2 separate regions of the Ovis aries genome follow, and region 1 is linked to region 2. A link is a contact called in public Hi-C data. All regions are on one chromosome and are shown on one strand. Each heading gives the region's core, a stretch centred on a gene start, on an enhancer-like site or on the middle of the called end of the contact. The rest is flanking DNA. Distances are from core to core; before and after follow the strand shown. Region 1 overlaps SMG6 (SMG6 nonsense mediated mRNA decay factor). Region 2 overlaps SMG6 (SMG6 nonsense mediated mRNA decay factor).

Region 1 (2,700 bases), core at 18-2,517, 49 kb after region 2:
GAGCACATCTCATCTATCGTGGGGAAAAAAGTCAGGACAAAGAACAGCCTCTGAGGGAGGTGGGAGGGGGGTTCATGTTTGGGAACGCATGTAAGAATTAAAGATATTAAAATTTAAAAAATTAAAAAAAAAATTAAAAAAAAAAAAAAGAACAGCCTCTGGGGGTAAAGGTGGAGCTAAGGGAGCATAATAAAAAGACTTCAAATTTTGAAAGACCTTGGGTTACAGAAGTATATGCATTTGTCAGAACCTATCAAAGGTACACTTAATATTTGTCCATATCACTGTATGTAAATTTTATCTCAAAAGAAAAAACCATAAGCAAATACTGAATTCTAATGACATATATTCATGCTGAAGGATTTAGAGGAAATATATTGATGATACAGATCAAAAAGAAACATGATAGATGGAGAGATGGATGGAGAGATGGATGACAAAGCAATATTATGAGTGACAGAATCCAGATGTTGAGGATAAGTGAGCTCACTGTAACTTTCAACCTTGCAATATAATAAACCATTGAGAACCAATTCTATCACCGGAAAATAAAAAGACAATGTATATTTGGATGCAGTGGACATGGCTGTTTGCATTTTAAAAAAAAACAACCCACCTATCTTTATCCTGGTTGCCTTCACTAAACGGCTGTCTCAGTAGCTATTAAGGAAAACAGGTCAGAATGCTGGTTTTGCCACCTAGAAGAAGTCTTCAGCTGCTTATGTCATAACACTGGCTCTGATACAAATCTTCAAATTTGAAAGGCTAGAAATGTTGAAAAAGTAGAGGCAGTTTCAATACCCAGAAGGCAGGGCTGGGAACTGAGAGCTATAAATTTGGCTCTGGCACCCGGTGGGGAGGGGGCCATGGCTGAACGATGTCAGAAGTCACAGAGAACCTCGCCAGCTCCAGCAGTTCTCTGTCTGGATGTCAGCCCCACACACTGGCTTCAAACCTCAAGAAACTAGAAGATCTCACCAGTGGGATCCGCCAGAGCAGCTGAAACACCTCCCTGTAAATAATAAATGTTTATCTGGGCAGATAACCTGGCAGATAGCCGCGTCCTGATCTTAGGCAACTTGAAACCCCACAACGGGAGGCTGAGCACAGAGGGGCCCTGTGCCTCTGCCACACTGGTAGGAAGGCAGGGATGGAAGGTGGTCCTGGCTCCTACTACAAGAGAGGCAGCAGGAAGCCACTCTGCAAGTGCCAGCTTCTTCTCTCCTGGGCCACGGCCAGATGCCTTGAAACACAGAGGGTGGGGACAGAAAAGTCAAGTCAACCAACACTAAACAATGCCACCGCATGAAGCTGGCTGTTACACCACAGCCCCGAAGGTATGAGGAGCTCTGGCGTGTTGGCCGCTGCCACAGGAACCACACTGGCGGAGGGCTTCCCCAGGCCTGGGTGGGAGGCTCATCACTGACTCCGGCCACACACACAGGCTCAGTCGCCACCTCGGTCAGTGGCAAACAGCTGCCGAGAGAGGAGGGGCAGACTCTGGGATGCTGCACTCTGCACAGCCAAACCTGCCACTTTAGGAGACTCCAGACAAGATCTGTAAGAGCCATGCGGCTTAGACCTCACAGGGGAAGCGGGGGAGAGGGCCGTACAGGGAACCAGGCAGCTAGAAGAAAGGAATGGAGGTGTGCTGGCGGCACAGAGATGCTGTTCACTGACAACTGTCTCTGCAAACAGTTTGACTACCAGTTCTGAAAACCCTACTCCCTAATTGAGGGATTAAGTCTTGGCACTGGTTACTCCTCCATCTACACAGGCGTCTGCTCACACTGCTCCCAGGAGCGGAGAGGACAGGGAAGTGGAACCCACAGTTTGCCTAAAGGGAAAGTTCAACCCTTGTTCAGCAGATTATGCTCGAGTTCTTTCCCAGGGAAGAGAACGGAGATACTTTAACAAAGGTTCTTTGCACTGAAAGAGTACCAAGTTAAGTTCAGCAGAACAATGAGGGTGTGGATCTGGGATGAAGCCTAATGGAGGAGTCGAGGAGTAGAGGAGAGAGGGAGAAAGGGAGAGAGGGAGGGGGAGAGAGAGAGAGAGAGAGAGTGTGTGTGTTTTCTTCTTTGGAGGGTTGGGGGAAGTTGCCAATCCATTCTGTAGGCTTCAATAGCACTTATAGCTCCTTTATAATCATTTCCTGAAAACACAGTAGGAAGAGAGTGGTATTTGCTTACCCCACCCTCCATCTAACACTGCCCCAGCAATCCAACTATGTGCTTTAAACTGAGAAGAGGCCAGCTTTTTGCCTTTGGCAGCACTGACGGCCAGACATTACCAGCACTCCTGTGAACAGCTCCAGGCTCCACCCAAAGAAGACTGCACACACTGAAATCCAAGAGGAATATCATTCCAGCACAATAGCCCAGGAGAGAAAGAGGAGAGCTGAGAAAGCTGGGTGGGACAGCTGGGACGCTACTGAGTTCTGACACCAGAACGCCCAAGTGGCTAGCACAGGAATTTGGGCAGAGTGGCAGTAGAGCAATTCTAGCGTGGGGAAACCAAATGCTACAATAAAGAAGCTATCCGTTTACAAGGCGAGAGATGACAATGAGGGTAGGGTACAGGCTAGGGGGCAGAAAGGTAGAGAAAGCACAGAGAACTGGATGGCTGCTGAGCTAGACGAATTCTGAACACACGGGCGATATTCCAGCCTCTTTTCAGGAGAGGCAGGCTAGGACAAAC
Region 2 (2,700 bases), core at 79-2,578:
GACGTGGCCGCCTCTCAATTACCCCATTTCCTGACCATCCAGCAAAGAGCACCCAATTCACTTTCTTACTCCTGAAAATCTCCTGGGCAGGAGAGCACAGGGACTTGCTCTCCTGAAAGCTGCCCAACCCGGGACCCAGTGAGGGCAGAGGGGTGGCTCCAACAACACGAGGGTCTGGCTTGGCCCTGGGGAGACAAGCTGCTCTACTTCTGAAGAACAGAAAACCTTCCTGTGGGTCTCAGGGCCTGGGCTGAAGAGGCTCTGGCCAGGCCACATGGGGAGGGGGAAGGAAGACAGGGAGGGTGGAGGCGGGCCGAGGGCCGCTTCAGTGCCAACATTCTCAGGTGGTGCTAACGTGTTTCCCACAACCCCCCAGGGTTCTACAGCCTCTGCAGGGGCGGATGTTTCCTGCCCTTTGTTTCCACCCTCATCTGGCACTAAGACACTGGGGACTGGGAGGGAAGGCCCAATGGAACATCTTGGCATGGATGTCAGAGGTGGCTTGGCAGGCAGACGGCCAGTCTGGCAGACCGTCCAGAGGCCAGGGCTTCCAAACTTGCTCCAAGTGGCTGCTGAGAGGGGACGTTAAGCAGCCCTAGCTTCCCAGTCGTCTTCCAGACCCCCTCCCTCCAGAGGACAGCTCTCGGCGCTAGCGGCTGTATGAGTTGTACAGACAGAAGCCCGGGGCCCCTCCTGAAGCCGACCCACCACAGGGCTCTGAGAACCAGGGGTGCCTTAGACAGTCCCTGGAGATGGCCCAGCTGGGCTCCTTTGGCCTGAGGGTGGAAGTGCGCGAGCCGGCCCTGAGACGATGACCCTGTACCAGCAAACAGCGACCAGACAGTGGTGAGGGCCCAAGTGGCAGGAATCCACAGGCGGGAGCCACGGGCTTGTGCTGGAGGGCCTCCATCGGCCTGGCCTTAGGGTGACACTGGCCAGAATAACGCTACCTCGAACCAACAGAATGATCGTGAAAAGCTACGAGCCCATCAGACCAAAGGCATCTAACCACTTCAAAATCCTCCCAGCCTCCCTGCCAGACCACCCAGCAGCACTGCCGTTATCTGCCAGGGCTGAGTGTTTACCAATAACGGGAACCAGCTTTGCTGTTTTACTGCGAGCTTTATAAGGATAAAAACAAGGGCTGGGCTCGGGCAGCCTCTGGTTGCTGGGACACAGGAGTCCATTTGCTCAAGCAGTTTAAGCCACGGATCAGCCATAATAATTCGAACTGCTTTGATTATTAAACAGTCTCCCTTGCCCCACGCATTCCCAACTTCCCTGCAAATCCTGTCTTACACACACGGCGGGGCTCTGCCTGCTGGGCCCCCGGGCTGCGGCGCGTGCGCGCAGAGGGGCCTCGCTGCGCATGTGCAGGGCGGGCCCGGCCCTGACTCACCGATGAGGGGCACCACCAGGATGTAGTTCCTGCTTTCCAGCAGCTGCGCCAGGCTGGCCAGGTGGTCAATGAAGCCGTTGGTGTCTGGTACGAGGAACAAGGGTCTGATCTCGAGCTCCATCTGCCTCACGTGACTCTGGTCCTCCAGGACAGCCTACGGGGACACAGAGTGGTGGATGAGCACGCCAGTGCCGGGCAAGCCCGGGCCCTGACTCTTCCGTGTGCATCAGCACCCTGCCCCCTCAGCCTCAACCCCTGCTCCAGAGGGACAGCCAGCCCCCCGTGGGGCTGGCCCAAGACAAACCCACGGAGACCAAAGGCTTGGGGAACAAGGTGTGACTAAAACCCCACGTGGGACTGAGAAGGGACCCTGATGGCATTCAAAATAAAGGGGCTCTGAAAGGAAGACCTGGGGCTAAAAATCAACAAGGCGCAGGAGAGTGGCTTCACACACGTTACTGAGAATACAGGAGGTACTTCTTAATCTAGATACTTTAGACACACACATATACTCAGACAGAATTTGTCATTTCCACTTACTTCACTGTGTAGTTAAGAAAGAAAGAAAAAGAACCACCTCAAAACCTATGCAAAAAAAAGTGATGCTGACAACTAATAATTGACACCACTGTCTCCCAGAGTGGCAGGAGTCCACACAGAGGGACAGATGACATCCCAAGTCACATGTCTGTAGAGAATGCCGTCTGGACTGACGAGAATGAAGACCGTCTTCCCCCGAGCAGCCGGGTGCTCCCTACGCAGGGGTCGTCTGTGTTCCGCCCGTGCTGCTTTGCCACAACTCTGCACAATCTATACTGCTTGTTTACTTGGTGTTTTTCTTTAGATGGACTTCAAGTCAACTCGCTTTTGTGGCTCAGCAAATAATATAAGTGGTATCGGGAGTCTGAGCGCCCAGGCATGTTTACCAGTTCAAGCTGAATTTCCGCAGTAAGGAGTCAGCGTGTCTCCTACGCATCACTAAAAAAACCCCTCGGGCAGTACCAGTGGTCTGGGCAGCACACCTCGGAAAGCTCATGGCCTGGAGCTTGTCAGTCTTACATGTTCCCATCTTTCAGGGTCGTTTCCAAACCCATTTGGAAAAGCCCAGCTTTCTCAAGTCTGACAGGGCACGCGTGGCGGAGACCCTGGGAGATAGGCTCTGGGTCCACCTGTCACTAGGGGCCTGGTCACTCTCCGGCTGCTTCGTCTTCTGGGGACCATGGCCAGGAAGCAAGCTGGTTTGTGGGCATCTGCCCAGACCCCGTGCCCCCAAGTGTGGAGCTGGAGGACACCAAACCAAG

What was found. A called contact is a pair of places that touch in the nucleus more often than the background predicts.
Region 1: a contact with region 2 is called in a Hi-C map of omental adipose tissue, with 1.5 times the contacts expected there. The contact joins two enhancer-like sites. A contact is called at or near these places in 2 of 16 Hi-C or Micro-C datasets (omental adipose tissue and tail adipose tissue).

The regions. Positions count from the first base shown.
Region 1 is chr11:23,026,729-23,029,428 of ARS-UI_Ramb_v3.0, forward strand. The region is part of intron 13 of SMG6 (SMG6 nonsense mediated mRNA decay factor); the gene reads right to left. Among named protein-coding and RNA genes, the nearest start is that of TRNAG-UCC, 17 kb to the right of the region's middle. Within about 2 kb of position 1,268, at least 5 of the 54 cell types and tissues checked have an H3K27ac peak or open chromatin away from gene starts, as enhancers often do.
Region 2 is chr11:22,977,358-22,980,057 of ARS-UI_Ramb_v3.0, forward strand. It overlaps SMG6 (SMG6 nonsense mediated mRNA decay factor), which reads right to left. Exons shown (of 19, transcript XM_015098571.4): 16 at 1,400-1,553. Among named protein-coding and RNA genes, the nearest start is that of HIC1, 13 kb to the left of the region's middle. Within about 2 kb of position 1,329, at least 10 of the 54 cell types and tissues checked have an H3K27ac peak or open chromatin away from gene starts, as enhancers often do.